2 separate regions of the Mus musculus genome follow, and region 1 is linked to region 2. Evidence: chromatin contacts called from public HiChIP or PLAC-seq data. All regions are on one chromosome and are shown on one strand. The core of a region is the stretch at or near the end of the contact, and the rest is flanking DNA. Distances in the headings are between cores, read along the strand shown. Region 1 overlaps Cdc42ep3 (CDC42 effector protein (Rho GTPase binding) 3). Region 2 has its middle 84 kb from the start of Qpct.

Region 1 (5,856 bases), core at 2,785-5,284, 200 kb before region 2:
GTCTCACAGGCTGGATGTCTCAGCTGATCTTTTGTATCTGCTGGAATCCCAAAGAGGTAAGCTCCAATGCCAGAGAAGGGATGGACGTGCTAGCCAGACTAGAGCAAGCAGGCAAAAAGGATAGCTTCCTTCTTCTATGTCCTTATATAGACTTCCTGCAGAAGGTATGGTCCAGATTAAAGGTCTGGATTAAAGGTGTGTGTCTTCCTGCCTCCAAGGTCTGAACTGGAAGTAGATTGATTCACCCCTGTCTTAACCACGCAGGGCTCTCTCACAGGGGCGCCCTCCATTCTGGATTGTAGTTCATCCTAGGTACAGTTACTCTGACAACCAAGAATAGCCATGACAGTATGCTTAGAATTATTTTGTTTGCCAAAAGAATGACGGAAGAAATAGATGGTAAGACCATCTATTAAGTGGGGAAGCAAGCTGGATATGGGGACTCCTGCTCGTAATCTCAATGCTTGGGAGGCCAAGGCAGGAGGATGCCCTTAAGTCTGAGGCCTGCCTGGGCTGCAGAGTGAGCTCTAGGATAGCTTAGGTTATACAGTGTGACTCTATTTCCATAAAACAAAAAGAAAAGTAGATAAAATCAAAGAAAACACAACAGGGTGTAGTGATATATACCCGTGACCCCAGCAGGATGGAAGTCAAAACCTTAGTTAAGAAATCCTCTCATCCCTACGCCACCAGAAATCACTAGCGAAGAAATGGCTCAGTTTTCCCCATAATTAAGATGTTATTGCTTTGTGTTTTTGTTTTTAATCATCTGCTTATATGCTTAAGGTAATCACCAGTAAATAGAATTTCTAGATTGATACAGTAGTGACAACCCAGCCATCTGCCCTCCCCATCAGAGGTGTGGCTTTAGCACCCCCTAAGGTCTTACTCTGAGTTTTGACATCTTGGGTTTCTCACAGGTACCTGTAAGTAAGAGCATGGGTAGCCTGTCTCCTTGGAAGAGGATGCCTAATGGCTGCCTGGGAGCTCAGTCCTTCTGTTGGCAGAGCCTCCCTCACCAGTGCTCATAACTTGAGTGCTTGCTGTCTGAGGAATATAACTTCCCAGATGAGTATGAACGGCTCTCCTCTTCATCTCTATCATGGGAAGGAAACCACAGTCTGCACTCATGAAGACTTCAGATTTCAGGATCAAGGGATGTGTTTCTGAGAAAGGTCTGTGCATAGAAACCTTCCTTTCTGTCTTTAAAAGATCGAGGATAGTAGTGAACATGCACAGGTGCTAAAGTGCGTAAGACACACTGGAGCTTGAACAGAGAGCTCATTATCCCAGGAAATGGGTGAAGATGTGGAAGGGTAGCCTGGTGTCAGTGACCAGCACCCTGTGTGCCTGGATGTCCCTGAGTCTATGCTGGCGGTGGAGTCCTGACTGAAGCACAGGAATAAACGCAATAAACGCTCGTCATGTGACACCTGGATTTTGCCAGACCTAAGTACCTTGTGCAAAACTGGCTCTCTAATACAGTGTGTAAGCGATGCACATTTACTTGTTATATTTTTATTATTCAGCTAGCCAGTTGATTCAGTAGTTCAGAGCGCTGACCTCTCAAAGGATGAGCACGGCTGTCTCCTTTTCACCTTTGTCCCTTCCCATTCATGTTGGCTGTCTGATGACAGTCACCATTGTTAGTTTCTTCTGTATCTATTGATACATTGTATAGATATACATACAAGCCTACACAGTTAGACTTACACACTTCACTTCTGCACCTACCTTTTCTTCCTTTGAACATGTGCATTGCCGGGCTCTTTCCCTGTGGCTGTATTAAACGATTCATTCTTCCTTACATGTAAATACTACTAATTAGGGTGGCTGTACCATCTGTACAAGTCTCCTGAAGGTAGGCTGTCTCCAACTCTTGGCTATTACAAATGTTTGGTTGGATACCTGTAGACAGTGTCTCCCATATCTTTAAGTGGGCTATGACCCTATATGGAGACTCTGGGGCCAGGGGCACATGACTCCCTAGTAGGAAAAGATACCACCCAGCTGCCCTACGCGGAAGCTGCTGTTCACACTCCTCCTGCCATGTATGCAGAAGCTGCTGTTCACACTCCTCCTGCCATGTATGTAGAAGCTGCTGTTCACACTCCTCCTGTCATGTATGTAGAAGCCTCTTTTCCTTCCTCTGTGTGCATTTGTATCTCTAACAGGCTCTGGAATGCATCCCCTTGGTAACTTGGGAGCTAACTACATTCCCAGAGACTGTGCTCTCTAAATGGCTTACCACCTCAGACGGGGAAGCTAGCCTACTGGTTGAATGTGTCATTCTTGGGTCTAATATGTGGTCTTTTCAGGCTGACTCAATGTCTGTGCCACAGTAGTGTCTGTTTGTAAATGGGGACATTTAGCATTCTAACAGGAGCCTCTTGGTTTCTTGTGAGTGAGAGAGCATTGTGGGAATGAGTGCAGAAAAGCTCTCACAGAATACTGTCATATTAGATTCCAGCTGCTAGGGACACACCTTTTCCAGGACCCGCCACTTCTTACTAGGGAAGGAAGACTTTAGCTGTCTATAATCGATCCAAAGAGCCAAGAACCTGAGAAGGAACAATAGACCTGCTAGCAGATAAGCAAGGCTTGGAATTTTCACAGATCCTGGGAGAGGACAGGAGAGAAGACTGGGTCGGAATTACTGGGTGCTGACCAGCACTGTATATGCCAACTTCTTTAAATGGGAAAGCTGATGTTTTTGCCCAGTAATCTCCCCTCTTAAAAATCAAACCAGCCTCCCATTGCCTTTGGCAGCTGTTAGTCCTGGCACATTGTGTTGGTCATCTTACTCTCTGCTGCTTCTGTAGATTTCTCATAGTCCCCTCTGTAGCATATAGTTTTACTCTACCACCTTATCTCTGGGACTGTCGGGCTACCAGCCCCCACCCAGCATCCCTTTTGATTTACCAGCCTTTAGCTCTGGGAGGTTTCCACACTACCCTTGTCTTTTTCCCTCTTATCTCTGGTCTCTGTCTTAGTGCCACCAATATAAACCCCAGCCTTTACTAAACCAAGGGAACCTCCGCCTAAAAGCCCACAGTTCTGTAGCCAGGCAGGGGCTGCTCTAAGAGGCCCAGCCAGGAAGCCTTGGGACTGAACATTCCTCCCTCAGATAGGAGTAAGTGTGTCTTCTCTTTCCTCATCCCATAACCCCCCCTCCCATTCTCATTCACGTACACAACAGATGTGAGTGGCCCTGCCTGAGACGGAGAACTACACTCCGGCATTGGAATGCCCTGCCCTGGGTACGTCTTGGCCTTACATATCCCAGCAGGCTTCAGGCAGGTCTCATTGGCAAGCCTTGAATCTTTTCCAAGGCAGCTGCCATCCTAGCCCTGCTGATAATCTGCCCCAGGGAATGGTTCTTCCCAGGGCTTGCCTATCATCTCCTGGGGCAGGAAAGTGTCACTGGGGTCCTAGGTTGGGGCTATGTGTTGTGTACCTGTATGGCAAAGAAACTGGTGTTTTCTTAGGTCTACCAAGGTTTCAACTTGTTGTGATTGTTTTTTGTGAGAATGGCCTTGAACTAGCAGAGGGTGCTCTTGTAATAAGAATCCTCCTGTCTCCAACTCTTCTATGCTGATTTTGCAGGCATTCACTACCACTCCCTCTATGTAATAAAGTCTTACCTTTTGTTAATGAGACAAGACCCAAATCAAAGCTAAAGAAGAACATTAGGACCTGAGGTCCTATTGGAGCAAACCTGTTGTCTCAGGCCTCCTCCTCACACACAAAGCCAAGCGGGGCTGCCTGTCTCCCATTTCCAGGCCTTCTCTGCCTTCTCGGGCCTGGCTGGCTGGACAGCATGCCTCCCCCACATTGGGCTTTGCCAGTGGGTGGAACATACAGCACAACCCTTGTCACCTGTCACTGATGAGCGAGTTTAAAACACCTGCTGAAAGGAAAGAAATATGGAACAGATGGAGAGGGCCTCCAGCTGCTGCCAAGCAATTGGGACTGTCTTCAAGCCACTGTCTGACCCAGTCCTAGGAGTATTGTCAGTCCTGGGGCCAGAGGACTGGGAGGGGGAGGGGAAGCAGGGTGAGAGATTTCAGGAGAGTCATGGGAATTTTGCTTCTCTGTGTCAGCGCTTGGGTTGGTGGGATGATGGGGGATTTTCAGAAGGTTAAGGTTTTCATCGGCAAGGGAGGCACTGACACTCACCCCTCCTGGAGCACCTTCCTCAGAGCTCCTCACTTATGCCCGCGACAGACACTATCCACAGGGAAGGTGCTTTTGTTTTAACATGGGACCTGCATCGATAGCCACTTCCTAAGTCACGGTTTCTGTGGGTATCTGGCCACGGCTTAGAGCCTGGGCCTCACTGGGATCTGACCAAGGTTTGGACCGGAACTGTGTGTGTCATCAGAGACTAGGTGGGGTAAATCAATTTCTACTTCAACGCCAGCAAGGAAGCTTGGTCAGGTACATAAGCATGCGGGAGCACCTCTACACGGAGCCTTTTTTAGCCCCCTCTCCATCTCCCCGCCCTTCCTTTACTCTCCCTTTCTTACCCTCCTTCTCTTCAGCTCAGATGGGGGCTTCTGTAACCTAACCAGGGAGTGACTGCTGCCTTATTTCCTTGGGTAGAAGCAAGTCACAGTTGGATCTGCAAAGGCATGAACACCAGGGAGGCAGGAAGGCTTACTTTAGAACCCCCTCAGCTCCCACAGAGACAGGGCATGCGCCTATCAGTGATGTTCCAAAAGATCCTCAGGGGCAGCCCAACTTGTTATATAGATGCTCTCGGTATGTCTTGAAGTGGAGCAGTTCTTCTTTCTTCCCAGAATCCCAGTATCCTCTGGAGTCCTGGGTGGAAGGAAGGCTCAGTATTTTCCGCACCACAGCTTGCTTCCAGCTGTAGCTCTTCTCTGTTCTTCCAGAGTGTTGGTACCCCATCCTTAGTCTTATCTCCCCATCAGTAAGAATGCTTTCTAATGAGGCGTATCACTTATTAAATGATAATGTCCAGCCTTCTTCTTTAGGGATAGTCATTTAATTTTGTTTGTATGCAGATCTCAATAAATCACTGTCAGTGTTGTTAATGTGCATTCAAAGCAAAGAATATAATTTTAAAACAGACCCAGTTGGTCCTATGCTGCTTGCAAGTTTTTTAAGTTGTATGTGTATGTGTGAGTGCCTGCACATATGTATGTGTATTACACACATGGCTACTACCCATGGAGGTCAGAGAGCCATCGGATCCCCTGAAGGTGCAAGTGGTTGTAAGCCCCCATATGGGTGCTGGGAACTTAACCCAGGTTCCCTATAAGAACAGCGAAGTCTTCTAACCACTGAGTATGTCTCTAGTCCCTTGACATCAGTTTTGAGAAGAGAGGGAAATGAAGATCTCAGATGTGTTCAGAAAACCATGTCCGTAGCTATGTTTTTAAAAGATTATTTATTTACTTATTTATTTTTATGTATGTGAGCACACTGTCTCTGTCTTCAGACATGCCAGAAGAGGGCATCAGATCCCATTACAGATGGTTGTGAGCCACCTTGTGCTTGCTGGGAATTGAACTCAGGACCCCTGGAAGAGCAGCCAGTGCTCCTAACCACTGAGCCATCTCTCCAGCCCCTGTAGCTATGTTTAAAAAGTAGGGATGATTTAGCTTAGGGGCTAAGTACCCCTTTTTCTGTTTTCCCCTGAACTAAGAACTAAGGATTTATTAGTGAATCCCTGCAGAGATTAGAGTTCTTAACACAGTTAGTAGAAGGAAGTAAGTTGGGCTTTCCGTGGGAGCTGGCCTTGCCTTTATCTCCAGGCACGGGAGGGAGTAATATTCTGGGGAGTGGCAGGCCTGAGTGGGCCCTGGAGGCTGGGAGATGACAACCTGC
Region 2 (5,361 bases), core at 2,399-4,898:
AGAAGTAAGGGTCCCTAGGCTGAAATAAAATTTTATTTTTAGGGGTAGAAAATACCCAGTTCTGGTTACTAAGTTGAGCCAGTTTCATTGCTAAGTCTTAGAGCATGCATCCTGCCCTCCAAGCATAAGCCTCGGTCACTCAGGTACCTACCATCTCCCTTCTATACTCGAGTCACACTATGATAGTCTGCAACTGCCTCTATCCAGGTGACTGGGAAGGTCTGGAGCTTACTCAAGCCCTCTCTATCTCTCCTGGAGTCGGCCATAGGGACCTGGCTAGCAGCCTAAGGATATAGGTTCTCTTTTGTTTCAGCCACACTAGGGCCACCTGGTCTATCTTCCCTCTTTCCAGGATTACCCAGGATCAGACATTCCTCATTTTCCATCTCTCATCCCCATTTAGTTTATAAAAATCTTTATTCAGTTGGTGAAAGGGATAGAAAGTAGAGAAGACTTAGTAAAAACTATCTGGTAGAACACATTTTCCCAAATCTTTAATTCAGTTCTAAAGTCTTCAACATTTGAAAAGTGAAAGACAATAAATAAAAGTCAATAAATGTCATCCAGGAATGGAGTACATACATACATACATACATACATACATACATACATACATACATACATAATTCATACATATACATATGTACATACATACATACATACATTCATACATACACATCTGTACTACATATATACATACATGAATACATATATGCACACACACACACACACACACACACAGAGGATCATAAGTTTCAGTGAGCATTGAAATGGTCCTAATGCTTTCAGGCTGAGGACTTGGACAGATGCTTGACTAAAAAGAAAGAGGTTGGCAGAGTGTTATAGCCATCTTAACTCCTTCTAAATATCAGTTAAAAGTTATTTTTGTAGCTATATAGATAGCACAGCCCATAAAAAACAAGTTAGCAAGGCATACAATACCTTTTTAATCTACCCCAGCCCCTTCCAATCCAGCTTTACCTCCTTCTAAATCTTCCACCACCCACCGCTGTCCATCATCATCAACAACAACAACCCACATAACTCACCTCAAAAGGATTAAGAGGGATGATATTCTGAAGCCAAATATGAGTGACTGTGATCAGAGAAGTGGGCTAGACTAATTTCCATGTTCCAATGGGAAACAGTTCCATTAAGATTCTATAATAAATAGAATAAAGAAAGTCATGGATCAAACATCTTAAAACGCATTGGTGGAAACATTGGGTAGGTAAGTTAAAAACAAAACTCAAGATCTCTGCTATCAGCTTCTAATGACACTTTTAGCCTTTTGGATAGTGGGTCTAGCTATCTGTTCACATATTCCAAAGGATTTATCATGTGGTCTCAGAGGCTTTAGCTCTCATACAGAGGTCAATAAATGAGTTTGAAGAGCTCTGAAGATGGCCCAAGATCTGACTTTGGACTTGTAACATTCCGAACTCTCTATAATCTTTGGAAGTTTTAACCAATTAATTGGCCTTCATTGGAAGGTGCAGCTTCCTTTCAAAATAATAGTTACTTCCATTCATACTATCAACTCAAGTACCAGAAGCATGGGAGTGAGCGATGTGCCATCCATGTCTATGTATGCCAACACATTTCTGCATCACCTGTGAAGCCAGTTGCTTCATTTCTACCCTTTGTTCTGTCTTCAGCCCAGCATGAATAACACCTTTTTTGTATCTCCTAGGTTCCCATAGACAGTACTAGTAACCTACTCTGCTTTCCCTACTTGAAAGTAGACTCTGCAAGAAGGAAGCCAGTGTCTGATCCCTCTTCTCCCAGGAGTCTAGCAGCTACACTTGAAGACTGGGTAACATTTTCATAAGCTTTAATCTAAAGATTAGCCAGGTCTTACGGATACACTCTCAGCAGCTTTGTGATCTAATCTCTCATCCGTATTGATAGTTATCAAGGACTTGACTAATTCACTATCCTGTGATGCAATGAAGATAGGGGAAATTCAACAATATTAACTTCTTAATTCAGGTCACTGAATTAAAAGTTTAAGATGTCTGCAAGACAGAAGTACCCTATCAGACTTACATACCTGTCTCATTCATTTTTACATGTGTAACCTTCAAATCAATTATATAAACTGAAAAACATACAAATCTAAATGGAATTTTACTGGTTTTTAAAAAAACACTATTAAAGTAAATGAATGGATCTTTGTTTCCTCAGAAACTAGGTCAGTTGGCCACTAACACATAGAAAGTGGAAAAAAAGAGGCAGAAGTCAAAACTGGCTCAGACCACTCCTGAGTCACTTGCCTCTGGCAATGCTCTGTACATGTGTGCCAAAGTGCCACTGTCCTCATGAGGAGGAAGCAGCTGTACCTTCTCCTGCCAGATGGCCAGGGCAAAGTCCAAACTAAGAAAGCATCCATGACTTAGGGCACGCATCCCGGTGCCCTGACTGGAGTCTAGAGGACATTCATGAGAAAGGACACCTGGTAGGTAATAATTGCCAGCTGGAATCTTTTATTTCTCTTTTAATATTGACCTAGTACCAGTGTGCCTGGTCCCAAACCCACAGTAGGATATTGTGCCCTCCTGCTTGACAGCAAATGCATTCAAACCACACCTACACTTTAAAAAGTGAAATAAAAGGTTTTTCTTAAATTTATACTCCCATCAAGTTGTTTTTACTTTCCTTTACTACCAGATTTTAAAACTTTTTTTGCTCTGTCTCTGAATAAATTAAAGCTAAGGTTCACTTAAGTCATTATCCCAGGGATGGCATTTACAAAAGTTAACAACTGAAATATCATTAACCCAGATGGAATATGCACGGCCCGGAGTGGCAGCATCCAGGCAGAGGCAGTGAGGCTGTGCACGGGGCTCCAGTGAACATCGGTCCCTCGCCAGCTCTCCAGGGTTGATCAGTGAGGCATCCAGTCTAAGCCCAGGACATGAGTCAGAGCTTCCTGTTTCCCTGTTGCCTTACAGTTCTTGCCCCAAGTCTTCAACCCCTTGTTCTGGCTTAGAAAACCTAAGACAAGTCATCCTTACCCCCATGCTCCTGGCTTCCGCTGAAATCCAGGCTCCACCTCTCCCCTAAGAAATCTCAGACCACTCAACTACAGGGAGCTGTTGAAGCATATGTTCTAAAAAGATACATTGAAGACCTGACCCATGGACTTCCAAATGTAGCTCTGTCAGTAGGACAGTCGCATGTAACATAATGATGAGGCTATACTGTAATAGAAATAATTCTAATAGAAATGGTTCCTTCTAAGAAAAGAGAAACTGGGGTACACACATAATATGGTTCCAGAACAGAAGCAGGGACTAGTGCACAGCTCTAAGACCCAGAAAGCATGGGCTGCCAGAGCAGCGAGAGGAAAGAGAAGGCCTCCAACTCTTTAGCATTCAGAGGAAACAAGGCTCTGCCCAACCTTATAGTTGAGACTTTCAGCCTCCAGGCCTGCAAATGAACAGAATTCATTTGGATATCTCAGTTAATTTGCAAAACCCTTTACAATTGAATAAGAAAAGCAAGGCCTCTCTTCTTTCTTTCACAACTAGCTTCCTCCAGCTTCTAATGGTCCTTTGTTTTGCCCTCACAGAATCTCAGACTCTCAACCTAAAACACACCTCTTTTGTATTTTGAGATGCAAGTTAGACCTTGGGATGGGTGTAATGAGAAACATTCCCAAGGCATTTGAACACATGGTCCCCAGTTGGTGGTACTCTTCAGGGAGGCAGAGCCTTACTGAAGGAAGTCCAGGCATGTCACTAGACATGGCTTGGGGAGCTTACAGCCTCACCCCGTCTTCCTGTTCACTCTGTCTTCTACATGTGGGTGAAAATGTTGAAGCTAATTTCCCTGGTCCATCTGCCTGCTGCCATGCCTCCACTGACCTGATTGGTCCCCTTCCTGAATCATATGTAAAAAAAAAAAAAAAAAAAAAAAACTCTTCCTCCCATAATTCACTTTTGACTATGTTTCATCACAGCAACAAAAAGTAACTGGTACAGAGCTAAAAGGGAAAGCCTGGTTTTGTTTTGTTTTGTTTTGTTTAATTACAATGTAACACATTTGACAGCCCCATGTGATCCTCTTAGAAATGCATTGCACCATTCTTTAGAATACTTTACTTGAGGGAACAAGTCATAACAAGCCAAATGCTGTAATTCTTCTGTAGACATTCAACACTAATGTTTCTGGAGACATTTAGCTTTCTCTGACTTTTGTACATATTTCATTCAGCTATGCAACTGCATCATTTAGATGTATCCTAGACATAATTTTATAAAATTAAAAAAATTTTTTATCTAGTGGATGTATGTGAGTGGGTGGGTAAAAGTGGTATGTAATCTATAGATAATTACTACTAAAGGTTAGTTTGTACACTTATTCACAGCATGAGAGGTCTGAAAGTTTAATCTGCACATATAACCTATTCCAGTGATCTCGTTATTCCCACCAGGTGACAATAAGACCACTACCACAATTGATGAGCCAAATTTGAAGCAAGCTTCGTTAAGTACTGCCCAGGATGATGGACAGTTGGCCAGGTTCATACCCAGGATTCCCAGAGAATTATCACAAATTACAGTCTGGTGCTTATAAAGGCAAAACCCACAAGGCTATGTACTTCCCACTTTCGTCCAACCAGGGGCAAGCACACATCCTGACATACTTCCTGCCTACATACTACATGCATGATCTGTAAGACTCTAGTAAGCCTTTGCTTACGGGGACCCCATAATTGAACAACACGGAACCGTTGCAAAAAGCAAGAGAAATTTATTGTTCCAACACATTGGGATTGCCCTGCGCATGGAGAAAGAGAATGACCAGCTCGTCTGGGAAGCCTTTCTACAGTTCTCAAGGCAGCAGCCATTAGGCACAATGTGATTGGCAGAACAGCGTGACTTTTAAGCTGATTGGTGTTTAGGGAATGAGGTAGGTCAGGAAATGTGGCTGCGAGTTCCGTTCCGGGCCTCCCCTACCCTCCTGGGTCCCTCCTCCCTGTGGTCTGAGGAATGTAATGAGCCCCTCCGTTCCCCAACCCTCCTCAGTCCCTCCTCCCTGAGGTCTGAGGAATGTAATTAGCCCCTCCCTTCTGGAGGGGAGGAGGGCTGCCTATGTTCTTTATGACCTTTCTCTTCCAGGAGGGGATGGGTCCAGCGGAATTTTCTAAAGTTCCTGAGCTGACATCTTCAGATCAAGCACGTCCTGCGCACTTGGATCAGCTAACCTTGTTTATGGAAGTGAAAACACAAGGCTTGTTATCTTACATGGGCAACAGTCTTCAGCATTCCCGGAAGTTATCTACCCTTGGGTAAAAGAGCCTTTAGGCATTTTTGTTTTTATACATCTCTTAAGTACAATACCTAAAACTTAAAA

Evidence for each region. HiChIP or PLAC-seq counts read pairs in DNA pulled down with a chosen protein or histone mark.
Region 1: a contact with region 2 is called in an H3K27ac HiChIP or PLAC-seq map of embryonic stem cells, with 2.1 times the contacts expected there. The contact joins two enhancer-like sites. A contact is called at or near these places in 1 of 39 promoter capture datasets (3T3-L1-derived adipocytes), 12 of 484 Hi-C or Micro-C datasets (the C2C12 cell line, Sertoli cells, bone marrow-derived macrophages and 5 more) and 5 of 115 datasets of contacts at active chromatin or transcription factors (bone marrow-derived macrophages, cardiomyocytes and embryonic stem cells).

Annotation. Positions count from the first base shown.
Region 1 is chr17:79,335,734-79,341,589 of GRCm38.p6, reverse strand. All of the region lies in intron 1 of Cdc42ep3 (CDC42 effector protein (Rho GTPase binding) 3), which reads left to right. Among named protein-coding and RNA genes, the nearest start is that of Gm17315, 16 kb to the left of the region's middle. Within about 2 kb of position 4,034, at least 17 of the 459 cell types and tissues checked have an H3K27ac peak or open chromatin away from gene starts, as enhancers often do. A contact at or near this core is called in embryonic stem cells, where this site is marked.
Region 2 is chr17:79,133,553-79,138,913 of GRCm38.p6, reverse strand. No RefSeq gene overlaps it. Among named protein-coding and RNA genes, the nearest start is that of Qpct, 84 kb to the right of the region's middle. Within about 2 kb of position 3,648, at least 39 of the 459 cell types and tissues checked have an H3K27ac peak or open chromatin away from gene starts, as enhancers often do. A contact at or near this core is called in embryonic stem cells, where this site is marked.